2 separate regions of the Mus musculus genome follow, and region 1 is linked to region 2. The links are chromatin contacts, called in public Hi-C maps. All regions are on one chromosome and are shown on one strand. Each heading gives the region's core, a stretch centred on a gene start, on an enhancer-like site or on the middle of the called end of the contact. The rest is flanking DNA. Distances are from core to core; before and after follow the strand shown. Region 1 overlaps Tmcc1 (transmembrane and coiled coil domains 1). Region 2 overlaps Tmcc1 (transmembrane and coiled coil domains 1).

Evidence for each region. Hi-C and Micro-C count contacts between places; a contact is called where the count stands out from the background.
Region 1: a Hi-C map of bone marrow-derived macrophages shows a contact between it and region 2, with 44 read pairs. The contact joins two enhancer-like sites. A contact is called at or near these places in 4 of 39 promoter capture datasets (the C10 cell line, HPC-7-derived erythroid cells, embryonic stem cells and 1 more), 1 of 15 datasets of contacts at CTCF or cohesin (the NIH/3T3 cell line), 22 of 484 Hi-C or Micro-C datasets (the 3T3-L1 cell line, B cells, the C10 cell line and 13 more), 8 of 115 datasets of contacts at active chromatin or transcription factors (the HPC-7 cell line, bone marrow-derived macrophages, cardiomyocytes and 5 more) and 5 of 9 other capture datasets (adipose tissue, embryonic stem cells, embryonic trunk and 2 more).

What each region holds. Positions count from the first base shown.
Region 1 is chr6:116,118,126-116,124,643 of GRCm38.p6, forward strand. All of the region lies in intron 3 of Tmcc1 (transmembrane and coiled coil domains 1), which reads right to left. Among named protein-coding and RNA genes, the nearest start is that of Tmcc1, 72 kb to the right of the region's middle. Within about 2 kb of position 4,911, at least 21 of the 459 cell types and tissues checked have an H3K27ac peak or open chromatin away from gene starts, as enhancers often do. A contact at or near this core is called in bone marrow-derived macrophages, where this site is marked.
Region 2 is chr6:116,032,259-116,039,075 of GRCm38.p6, forward strand. The region is part of intron 4 of Tmcc1 (transmembrane and coiled coil domains 1); the gene reads right to left. Among named protein-coding and RNA genes, the nearest start is that of Plxnd1, 41 kb to the left of the region's middle. Within about 2 kb of position 5,158, at least 37 of the 459 cell types and tissues checked have an H3K27ac peak or open chromatin away from gene starts, as enhancers often do. A contact at or near this core is called in bone marrow-derived macrophages, where this site is marked.

The DNA.
Region 1 (6,518 bases), core at 3,661-6,160, 86 kb after region 2:
TCTAATTATGCCATAACAAAATCTATTATCATACAGGTTCTCACCAAAAATACACCATCTAATGGATCTCTCATGGCAAACTCTGAAGAATCAGCATTTGTGTGAGCTTTTTTCCCCCATTTATCTATTTATTTTATGTATATGAGTACACTGTCGCTGTCTTCAGACACACCAGAAGAAGGCATCAGATCCCATTAAAGATGGTAGTGAGCCACCATGTGGTTGCTGGGAATTAAACTCAGGACCTCTAGAAGAGCAGTCAGTGCTCTGAACCGCTGAGCCATCTCTCCAGCCCTTGTGTGTGCTTTTTTTTTGAGACAGAGTTTCTCTGTGCAGTCCTGGCTGTCCTGAAACTTGCTCTGTAGACCAGCCTGCCCTCAAATCCAGAGATCTGTCTGTCTCTGCCTCCCGGGCACTGGAATTAATGACATTTGCTAACACGACAGGCCCAGTGAAAATTTTAGCATATTATACACTTTAAAGATTGATTAACTCAGGCTGAGGAGATAGCTCAGCAGGTAAAGTGCTAATTTCCAACTGTACAACTGACTTAGTATTTTAGCCAGGTATGGTGCAGCATGACTTTGGCCCCAGCATTCTAGAGGCAGTGGCAAGTGGATCTCTGGTCTGAAGAGAATTCCAGGCCAGCCAGGGTTCTTATACAGAAAAAATCCTGTCTCAGAGAGTGTTTTGCACTTCTTATGGCTACACATTTCACACTTTCAGTAGTGAAAATCACTGAGTCTCTCAGTGTTAACTGATGGATCTCTCAGGTGTGAGGAGAAAACCATGACTGACTAGATATTTGAGGCAGGTTTCAAACAATGGAAGACTAAAACATGGGTTAAGAAGGGGAGACAAACACATTACAGGAAGCAAAAGAAAATATTCCCAAAAGACAAAAGAAAACAAATTTATAAAATAAGAATATGTTGCTTTAAAAATAAAGTCAGGATGGGCAATAGGGTGTACACCTTTAATCCCAGCACTTAGGAGGCAGAGGCAGGTGGATTTCTGAGTTCAAGGCCAGCTTGGTCTACAGAGTGAGTTTCAGGACAGTCAGGTGATGCAGGTTGCCCACAGGGACAACTGTCCCTGTGGCCAACCTGCATCACCGGTCTTAGGGCCACAGTTCAGTTTTCCTCTGTCAAAGCTTTTCACAACTTCATCTGACTCTTCAAATGGTACTAGAATAATATAGAAGTGTGGCACCATTCACACTGAATGATGCAAGATACAAACTAAGACAAAGAAAGAAAAAACAGTGTGTAAATCTTAAAGGAAAGAGATAAAGACAGTGTTTACAGAAAAAAGAATGCTTAAACCATTCATAAATACACAAGTATAATGACTTTTGATCTTTTCCTCTGAATTGCACTACCTTTTACAAGATTTGGGGGAGGGTCTGGAAGGGGTTTCCAAAAGTACTTAATTTTTTTTCTTATTTAATTTTCTTCCACTAAAGCAGTAAAAAAAAAAATTACTCAAAAAATTTACTTAGACACACTAGATGTGAGTCATATATCTAAATGTGATAACTAATTTACTGTATTGGTTTTATTTAATGAGATACACGAGCTAAAAATCCTTGTAACAATAAAAACAAGTCAAAGTTGTTATGAATTTGCTTGCCAATCTATAAATCTCTTCTCTGGTGCAGCAAGTCCACTGGCATAAAAAGCATGGGCAAAATACAAAGACTCAAATATCGTCAGCAGCATGCAGATCCAAAACAGGTGACACTGTGACCTACATTCGCCTTAGCTCTAATCGGCTCAGAGAAAACCTTTATTCCCAGGCTCACAAAGCCATCCTCCTGACAATAGAAAACAGTACTAGTGCTCTTCTACATGACAAGAAAGTGAATCAAGTTCAGAGGACACCTTTTATTTCTAAAAGAATCATTAATCTAATGAGTTTATGACATCTAAGGAAAATGAAGATTGAACAGCATTGTATTATGGAGAAATGTTTTGTCATAGACAGTCAAACTGACCTAACAAACCCATGTACACACCCATTTCTTGTGCTTTGTATCACCACAAAAAGAGAACAGCTCCATGGAGCAGGCTATGATTTCAATATGAAATGTTTCCTACAGACTTGTGTTTGGGATGTTTACTGCCTAGATAATGGAATATTATAAAAGACTGTGGGAAACTTTAGGAGATGAAGGAAACAGGTCATAGAGAACAAGCCTTTGAGGAGTATTATAACCCTAAGCCCCTCCTATCTAGTTATACTTTCAGCTTCCTATATAAAAAGCTCTTTTACCACATGCTCCTGCAGCCATGACACTCTACCTATGCATACAAGGCAAAGCAAACATGGACTGACCACTGCAAAACTGTGAGCCCAAGTATATCCTTTTCCCCTTTAGTAGTTTTTGATAAGTATTTTTTTATAGCAGTGAGAAAAGTAACTTATTTGGACTAGGAAACTTGGATATCTCAGCCTAGAAGAACATATAGTTGTAAGCTGATAAACTGGCTCATCAGATAAAGGTCCTTACCACCAAACATGACCATTTGACTTCAATAGTAGAAGCCCATAGTGGAAGGAAAGAAATGAAACCTGCAAGTTGTTCTATCCTATGGCTATAAAAAGGTTGTTTCAACATCTATTTGCATAGTGGTCTTACAAATTATGTGTGTTTTTTTTAAATTAATAAACCATGTGAGCTCTAAAGAGTTATGCATGTTCTAATAGGTTTCCATTTAACTGAAGTTTTAGAAATCAGATGCATGTAGAGAAGGTGGGAATGATCTTCTGTTAGAGTACTGCATTCATCCAACAAAGCAGTGGCTTTGTTAGTTTGTATATCTTTGGCTCAGGAAGTGACATATTAAGAGGTGTGGCCTTGTTGGAGTAAGTGTGTCACTATGGGTGTGGGCTTTAAGACCCTAATCCTAACTACCTGGAAGTGAGTCTTCTACTAGCAGCCTTCACATGAAGATATAGAACTCTCAGTTCTGCCTGTACCATGCCTGTCTAGATGCTATACTCCCACTTTGATGATAATGGGCTGAACCTCTGAACCTATAAGCCAGCCCCAATGAAATGTTGTCTTTTATAAGACTTGCCTTGGTCATGGTGTCGTCTATTCACAGCAGTAAAGAGCACTGACTGCTCTTCAGAAGGTCATGAGTTCAAATCCCAGCAACCACATGGTGGCTCACAACCACCCATAATGAGATCTGACACCCTCTTCTGGTGTGTTTGAAGACAGCTCCAGTGTACTTATGTATAATAATAAATAAATCTTAAAAAAAAAAAAACCGTAGGACAGGAGTTGGTACAGCAGCAGTTTATTATCAAATGGAAGTGGTATATACATGATAGGACCTGAGTAGGTCCTGAAGGTACAAGCAAGTTACATAAAGAAGTTGCTCAAATCCCTATAGTTTCTACTCCTGCTACAATGTCATCTGCTGCCAAGCGTGAGCCTATAGCCTCATGGGATGTTTCCTATGGTCAGCTGATTGAAGAAGAGAAGACTAGAACCTGGTTTACCGATGGCTCTGCACATTATGCAGGCACCAAGCAGAAGTGAACAGCTGAAGCATTAATCCCCTTTCTGGGACAATCCTGAAAGATACAGGTGAAAGAAAATCTTCACAGTGGGCAGAACTTCAGGCAGTACACATGGTATTACAGTTTGTTTGGAGAAAGAACTGGCCAGATGTACGACTGTTCACTGACTCGGGCTGTAGACAATGGATTGGCTGGATGGTCAGGGACTTGGAAAGATCACAATTGGAAAATTGGTGAGAAAGACATCTGGGGAAAAAGTATGTGAATAGATCTCTACAAAGGGTAAAGGATGTGAAGATATTTGTGTCCCATGTAAATGCTCACCAAAAGGTGACTTCGGGTGAGGAGGAGTTCAGTAATCAAGTGGATAAGACGACCCGTTCTGTGGACAGTCAGCCTTTTTCCCCAGCCATCCCTGTCACTGCTCAATGGGCACATGAACAAAGTGGCCATGGTACAGAAATGGAGGTTATGCTTGGGCTCAACAATACGGACTTCCACTCACCAAGGCTGACCTGCCTACAGCTGCTATTGAATACCAGATCTGCCAACAGCAGAAACCAACACTGAGCCCCAGATATGGCACCATTCCTCAAGGTGACCAGCCAGCAACCTGGTGGCAAGTTAATTACATTGGACCACTTCCTATGTGGAAAGGATAACATTTTGTTCTTACTGCAGTAGATACTTATTCTGGTTATGGATTTGCCTTTCTTGCACGTAATGCTTCTACCAAAGCCACCATCTGTGGGCTCACAAAATCCCTTATCCATTGTCCTGGTATTCCACATAGTATTGCTTCTGACCAAGGAACTCATTTCACAGCCAGAAAAGTGCAACAGTGGGCCCATGATCATAGAACCCACTGGCCTTACCATGTATGTTCCTTCTCTACCATCCTGAAGCAACTGGTCTGACAGAAAGATGGAATGGCCTTTTGTAGACACAGTTATGGCCAGGTAGTGGTGGCACACGCCTTTAATCTCAGCACTCGGGAGGCAGAGGCAGGTGGGTTTCTGAGTTCGAGGCCGGCCTGGTCGACAGAGTGAGTTCCAGGACAGCCAGGGCTACACAGAGAAACCCTGTCTCGAAAAAACCAAAACAAGAACACTCTGCTTGAAGACACAGTTACAGCACTAATTAGGTGGCAGCAGCAATGGAGGGCTGGGGCAGTGTTCTTCAGAAGGCAGTATATGCTTTGAATCAGCATTCAATATAAAGTACAGTTTCTCCCATAGCCAGGATTCATGGGTCCAGGAATCAAGGTGTGGAAAAGGGAATAGTTCTACTTACTATCACTCCTAGTGATCCTCTAGAAAAATCTTCACTTCCTGTCCCCACAACCCTAGGTTCTGCTTGCCTAGAAGTTTTGGTTCCAGAAAAGGGAGTGCTCCTACCAGCAGCCACAACAAACATTCTATTGAACCGGAAGCTCAGACTTCCCCCTGGGCTGGGCTTCTATGTCCTTAAACCAACAGGATAAGAAAGGAATATCAGTGTTAGGAGGGGTGATAGATCCAGATTACCATGGGGAAACTGGACTGCCTCTTCACACTGGAGGTAAGTAGGATTGTGTCTAGAGTGCAGGAGATCCCTTAGGGTGTTGTTTAGTACTACCATGTTCTGTGATTAAAGTCCATGGGAAACTACAACCCTAATCCAAGCATGATGACAAAGGACACAGATCCATCAGGAATGAAGGCATGGATCACTCCTCCAGGAAAAGAGCCAAGACCTGCTGAGGTACTTGCAGAGAGTGGAGGAAATACAGAATGAGTAATAGAGGAAGGTAGTTATAAATACCATCTAAGGCCACGTGACCAATTGCAGAAATGAGGATTTTAAAGTAATATAAATGCTTCTGTTTTATTTTGTTAAGAACACATTTGTATAGTATAAGCTTTTTGTGCTTTCTTCCAATTTCTTTAACATTAATTGGTATTTATGTTGAGACACTAAAAGAATGTTTCCAAAGGACATTGCCTCATTGTAAATTTATAAATGCATTTGTGATTGTACAAGGAATAGTTATATTATGTTAAGCGTATTCATGATGACCTTGTTATTGTTGCATGTGGACATGAAATATTATTTGTGTCAGGTTGACAAGGGGTAGATTGTAATGGCTATTCTTGGTTGTCAACTTGATTATATATGGAATGAACTACAATCCAGAATTGGAGGGCTCACCTGTGATCCAGATCTTGAATCTGGAAGACACAAGTTTCTGACCTGGATCTTAGCATTGAGATCTTGAGGCATAGTGGCTACGAAAAGCTTAGGCCCAGGCAAGGTAGTACATGCCTTTAACCCCAGGAAACAAGGGAAGGAGATCTGTGAATTCAAGGTCTGCCTAGGACAAAACAAGTCCCAGATCCAGGTGTGGTAGTATACACCTTTAATCTGGGCCACACCTTTTGCTGGAGACCTACACAAGGACATTGGAGAAGGAAGATTCGCTCTTCTTCACCTGCTTGCATTTACTTGCCAACACATCTGTTGGAATCTATTTCCCACTCACAGTTGGGGTACATTGTTGGGGTGGTTGGACTACCTCACAATCACAACAAATTCTCTTAATTATATTAAGACATTCCATAAGTTCTGTGACTCTTGAGAAACCTGACTAATACAGAGACTATGGAGAAATACTGGCTTGTTCCCCATGGCTTGCTTAACACACTTTCTTATACATGCCAGAACCATCAGCCTAGGAGTGGCACCGTACAAAACTGGCTGGACCCTCCAATACTTATCAATCAGCAATTAATTAAATTGACCACAAGCTTGCCTACAGGCCAATCTGGTAGAAGCATCTACTCAATTGAGGTTCTCTCTTCTAAAAATGACTAGCATGTGGTAAGTTTACATAAAACTAGCCAGTACAATCTTAGTCTTACAGGTAGGATTCTATGTATGATGTTTAATACTCAAAAGGGAGAGATAAAAGTCTTATCTCTATAGACTGAAATTTACTTACTTGC
Region 2 (6,817 bases), core at 3,908-6,407:
CCTTCCCCAAGGTGTGCAACAGACACCTAGCTTGGAAAAGTTTTTTTTGTTTTTTGTTTGTTTGTTTGTTTGTTTTTTAACAAAGCAATGATCTGAGTAGGAGATCTGCATTCCAAGACACCAACAAAGCGGCCAAACTCTCTGTGCCTAGGAGTTTGCAATGCTCTCTGTGGCTTATGAACTTTCCTCCCTTGATGCTTCCTGCAGATTAGAGGTGTTTCTATGCTAATAAGAAGCACCTGTTTTACAAGTTTAGTAGGTTTTCAGCTACACAATAACAGCAGAAACTTTCTGTTCTTTTTCCAGAAGTCCTCATTTTCCAGGTAATTGTTTGATGTGAAAAGGTAAACTCACACTGGTTAGTTGTGGCTAAGGAGTTTCTGGGGCCTTGTCAGCCTTGTCCACAGCATCTTGCTTCACTCTAAATTCAAAAGCTTTGTGTGCTGCAGAAAAATAAGTAACTGAAGGTTGAGAGGGTTATGTGCCCAGTAGTCCATTTGGGTGATATAATAGAAGAAAAACCTTTCAGTTACTAAAAACAGTGAAAACTTTAACTAAAATTGAGAACATGGAGGGAAATGAAGACTTAGGGTCCAAAAAATTCTGTGTGGGAACTAGTGAGCAGTAAGTAGTATCGTCACTGCTGGAGACCATGTGACAAAGTCAGCTAGCAGTCTTGTTGCTGCTGCTGTTACATTTACTTACTTTATTTCGAAGAGAGGCCCACCTGCCACCTGCATGTAGTTGGGGGACAGAGGACAACTTGCTATAGTTTTATTCTTTCCTTCCACCATGTGAGTTCTAGGACAGAACATTGGTTAGTAGCAGGGACTTTTCCTACTGAGCCACCCTGGCAACCCAAGAAGTTTTTTTTGAACTGCCCCTCCTAGGGATTTTTTGAGTGACTAAGATCACAAAATAAGAGTATTGAAGCCTGTGCAGTCTTGTAGCTTGGACTGCCTCTCCAGGCTTTTACCAGCTGTCTCCTTAGTGACATGATTTTGCTTTGAAATAGGGAGATTTCTTGTTTATAGCATGGCAGGTGACAGAGTCTCAGACTAGTAAGTTGTAAGATTGGATTTGAATCCAAACCCTGGACTAAACAGACTCAGCTACATGTGCATAGTACATAATTAAAATTAACTAACTAATTTAAAAAACCATTTCTGGCACTGGGGATAGAGCTTCCTGGATAGAATGCTTACTTACCCAGAATGCACAGTGCCATGGGTTCCCAGCTCAGTACCACATAGACTGGGTGAGCTGTGATGTACCAGCAAACCCAACACTGAGGAGGACAGATCTGAAGTTCAGGAATCATCCTCTACTACATGGGGCATTCAGGGCTTGGAGACAATGTCTCAAAACAAATAAATTATGGTATCTCTCACCAGATACTGTTGGTAAAAAACAAAATGCCATTGTTTTTGTTTTAGAGGCAGTCTCACAATTCTGCTTGTCCTTAAATGATGTAGCCCAAGCCTTAAATGCTCTATCCTCCTTTCCCAGCCTTCTGTGTGTTGGGATTTCAGGCATAACACCTCACTTGACATAAAGGCAAGATGCTTTCTCTGCTGTTGATTTTGCCCTAGGAATGGACAGTGGGGCCAAGCAGATGCCATCAGGCCAAATTAGAAATCACAGGCTCCTTCCAGAGAATGCTTCAAGCCTTGCAACTGCCCTTGTAGGATAACATAATTCATAATTTAGGATATTTTGTTTTTAATGATTTGGCTTTCCATTTGTCTATTGAGACAAAATCTCAAGCAGCCCAGGCTGGCCTTTTACCTCGCAGTAACCAAGGATAACTTTGAACCCTTCTGATGTCGTTTCCATGTCCCCAGATATCTATCACTGGACTACTATTCACACACACAATGTGTGTGTGTGTGTGTGTGTGTGCGCGCGCGTGTGCGTGCGTGTGTAGTGGTGAAGATGGACCTGAAAGGCTTCATGCATTCTGGGTAAGGCCTGCTGTACCAACTGTGCTACAGTGCCAGCCCCTTTGAAATGTTTTTCATTTGTTTTGTTTTAGATAAGTGTAACAATTTCACTGTGTATCCCGGTCTGGCTTGAAACTTGCTGTGTATAACCAGGCTGGTCTGGAACTCACAGTCTTCTTGCCTCAGCATCCCAAGTGCTGGGATTACGCGTGTGCACCTCTGTATGTGGCCTGTGTATTTAACATGTGGAAAAAGGATGAAAAGATCATGGGCACTTTGCTTCCCAAGTGAACAGTCTGTAGTAGCCACATTAGGGGATGAAGGCAAAAGTCAGGGCTTAGGAATTAGGTACAGGTAGTGGAAAAGCATAGCCCCTGCTTCATATCCTGATATCCTGTGAGTATCAAGTACAGTGGGAAACACTAAACTGAACAGCAAGTTGCAAGCACTTTAGGATACAGAATCTGGAAATATCTAGGACACTGTCACATGGTACTATAAGTTCATCCCTGTTCATGTCATATGTACAAAGAAGTTCCATTTCTCTGACACATGCACCTGGAGTGATGTTATAGGCTTTATGGGAATTCTTTGTTAAATAACTTTTTAAAGTTCTCACTAATGGAACATAATGGTTCTTCCAGCCGGGTGTTTTGTTTTATTTTTGTTAATACTTGATTTTATCTTTCCCATCTGAGTCTGTCTATACTCTTACTCAGCCCTCTTCTGGTCAAGCTTTAAGCTATCATGTCAACAGAGCCACATTCAGCCCTCACTGTGACTGTGTGACTTGAACCACTGTCGAGCTGACTCAGATTTTTTTTTTTTTTTTTGGATTTTCGAGACAGGGTTTCTCTGTGTAGCCCTGGCTATCCTGGAACTCACTCTCTGCCATTACTCTGCCTCTGCCTCTTGAGTGCAGCTTGGTTTTTAAAGCAGGCTGAAATCATCCCTTGCTGGTAATAAAAACTGCATTGGCTATGTCCAGATTCTGTGGAGGTAAATAATTCATAAATAACTACTGATGTTGGAAGTAAATGTTTTTGGTCTTTGGAATGGGCAACACAGCATCTTCCTTGATCAAAGATAAACCAGGGGTTCTTCTGGGTTAAATTTCTAATGAAAAAGAAACTAGGTAAATGCCTAGGCTGGGAACTTCAATCTAAAGCTTTTTTGGGTGTGGCTCAAAAATCTGGAGTCACCTGGTGAGCCCGTGGGGCTTTTTTGGTTAGACAAGAGGTCAGTAGAACAGATGTCTGGTAAGGTTTGTGGAGCAAGTTCTGAGACACACGAACTGACACAAATAGGCAGGCAATCTTGGGAGCAAACTCCTGTACCATTTCCCAAATGCATTTGGGACACACAGGTAGACTCTGACAAGGTTTGACCAGAATTGGGAGTCACAGCTGAGTATGGAATATGAAATGCGGGAATGTGAACAATTGCAGCCTCTGCTGGGGAAATGGATAATTTGGTATATGTCTTATGACTTCACTGTGCTCAAGTACATGAGGAGGCTAGGCAACAGTGAACTACTAACCCTAGCACTTGCACAACTGAAGAAGGACAACTGAAAATTTCAGCCAGGCTAGTCTACCTAGTGAGACCTTGTCTCAAAAAGGAGAGCAGAGCACAATATTAGTCCCTTAAGAATTTAAACAGTTAATTTTTCTTAATACAAAGATAAGAGGTGCCCAAAGAGCATTGGAAATGAAATCTACATAGGGATTCTGGCAATTTGGATATCAGGCAATGCCAACTGTGTAGCAATTCGGACACACTTGGAAAAAAACACAGTTGTTTATTGAACACCTAGCGTGGTGATGCGTGTGGTATTGATGGTAACTGGTTTTGGGGTCTCAAATATGCTAAGCATGTATTCTACCATTCATCTACACCCTCAACACTGAGTTCTACTTAAATCAAGCACCCTACTAAGATGTTTCCATGTACATGGTCCCCCCTTCCCCTTTCCATTCCATTTAATAATGGTTATGACACTTTTAAATAAATATCACCTTGCATAGGCAGAGAAACTGACGCTCAAATGAATTGTATGATCTACTCAAGGCCATGTAATTTAGAAGTATCAGAACTGGCAAGCTTGTCCAGATCTGATGATTTAATTAATAGGTATTATTAATTTCTTTTTTCTTTCCATACTCCTCCTCTATAACTCTTTAATGACTAAGCTAGGAAGAACACACCTGGGAATCTCTTTGTACACAGCAGGTCTTACCTTTTATAAGAATATCTCTGAACTAGGACCCTCCTCTACATACACACTTTTAAAGCAAAAGGCTAACCCGATTCCAATAATCTTGGCTTCTATTTCAAAGTTATTGTTTAAGTACAGCCCACAACTCTAGAGATGCTGATCAATTTTCAGTTGATTAACAGTTGAAAGGGGGTTAAAACAACTACATGTGAACATATCCAATGACAGTAAAACCATGCTTAAACCACCACTTACATTGTTATGTTGAAATACTGATCACACTGTGAACCCTGAGATTGTGTTATTTACTCGAAAAACCTGTTTCCAGTTGTGTTGTGACTCAGTCTTAGCATCCACCTTTATCCCTCTGGCTGGAATACAGACATGCCTTTAGTATACACCTTTAATCCCACATAATGAAGGTAAAGTTAGTTTGTAGAAGGAAACACTCATGTTTTTTAAGTGATATCTAATTGAGTGGCAGACAAAGTGACAAATCGGTGAAAGATTTGATAGAATAGGGTATGCCCAACTCTCACGAGAAGTGAGAGGTAAGAGAGACAATGTAAGAGGAAACAGTGCAGAAGAGAAAGAGAAGGGAACGTTTTACAGACAGGTTGAAAAGTGAACAAGCTAGACACTGGTGAAAAGAGAATGAGCCAGAGAATGAGGAGGGGCCAGAAGATTAGAACAGATTGTCAGTTAGTATGAGGCCAAGCAGAGCAATTTAGTCAGTGCCTGAGAGAGAAGTTAGATTGAATTCATCAGTTTGGAGAGGAGCTGGAGCCAGAACAGCTAGCTGAGCTGAACCTGACAGAAAGAGCTTGAAAGGGTGAGCTTATTCAGTAGCAAGTCTCAGAGGCTGAAAACATTCAAAGCCTAGATTACATTGTACAGAGGCTAAAAGATTTCAGGACTAGGTCCAGGTTAGCTGATTGAGGAGGCAGTAAACCTCAGAGATGACAATGACATCAGGCGAATAAAAGTTACATAACATAGTGTAGGAGAGCCTGGCCTGACTGGGTCAGCCACGTTACTCAATGCTCTACTGCATGTGATGCTGCTTCTCCCTCTCCCTTTGCCCTTGTGACTCAGTGTGGTATAGAATATCCTTGGCCTTAATACCAATAGTCTCAGAAGCTGGTTCCAAAGCATAGTAATCCCCTCAAAATAGAAGCTTTTTAAATTGCACTACTGCTCATCAACACCTCTGCCCACTCTATACAACTGCTCATACCAGCAGCAAACACAGCCAGGAGTTCTACAGGAGAGCTTTCTATCCTTCATACTGTCAGTGCATTTGCTATAGCTGAGCCTAACCTTCACCAGTCTGCTAACCAATATACTGACTCGGGGAACAAGCCTAGACCTCTCAGTTGCTACTGGTAACTACGTGCATGTGAAGCGATTTCCTGGGTGACATGGTGAAACCATTTGTCTTTTCTGGCCTCAGTGCATGCATGTGTCATCAGGTTCAACCACATACAGAAGCCCCTTCTCTGAGTAGCGCTTTGAATCCAGGAGCCACTAGCAAACCTATACTAAAACTTTAGAGAGATGACAAAGGGAACTGGGTAAGGAAATATGAAGTCCACAGGGCTCTCATCACTTAAAACTTTATTAAACCTCATTCCTTTCTCCTCACGGATCTCACTCATAATTTAAAGTCCTATATAGGGGTTGGAGAGATGGCTCAGTGGTTAAGAACGTTGACTACTCTTCCAAAGGACCAGAGTTCAATTCCCAGCACCCATATGGCACATCACAATTGTCTGTAAGTCCAGTTCCAGAAGAGCTGACCCCCCCCAAAAAAAAAACCCAGATATGCAAGCAAAATACCAATGCACATGAAAAATATGTAAAAAAAAAAGAGGTCTGGTGCAAAGCTTATAAAGACTCACAACTAATTCCTTTCAAAGGGTGAAGCAGAGCCCAGATGTAGGCTTTGCTATCATGGCTGCCCAGCCTGTCAGGCACAAGTGTGTGGGTGAGACAGAGGCACCGGAATATCTGATTACTGGCAGAGTTAAGCAAACTATCTCCAGTTCACAGGGGCAGAACACAGTGGAAGCGTGGAAGCAAGTGGTGGCACTGATGAGAATGGCTCTGAAGGGGAAGAGGGCTCCAGGGTCTCAAGGAGATTTCACTACCTACACTGTTATATTAGTTTTGGTTGTATTAGCTTTCACAGAATTCTATAATATACTCAAAATAGCGACTCACCTTTAAATAAACACACACACACTCTAACCTGGGAAAGCCTGCTAGCATCCAGAGCAGTCATCAGTGCGTCTCAAAATTACAACGGTCATTCAATCACAGATAGCAGGGTTGAGATTGAAAAACAACGTGTGCTGTTATAGAACACTGGATTTTAGGTGAGATAAAGTCTTGGCTTTGCTGTTGACCTTCAGCAAATTAAAAAACAAACAAACAAACAAACAAACCAACCAACCACACTGGTCTAGTGAGGTGGTACATGCCTTTATTTATTCCCAGCAACTTGAGAGGCAGAGGCAAGTAGATCTATGAGTTCGAGCCAGCCCAGTACACACAGAGTGAGTTTAAGGACAGCTAGAGCTATACAAAGAAACTCTGTATTGAAAAGCCAGACAGCCAACTCACCAAACAAAAAACCTCCCCACATTGGATCTCA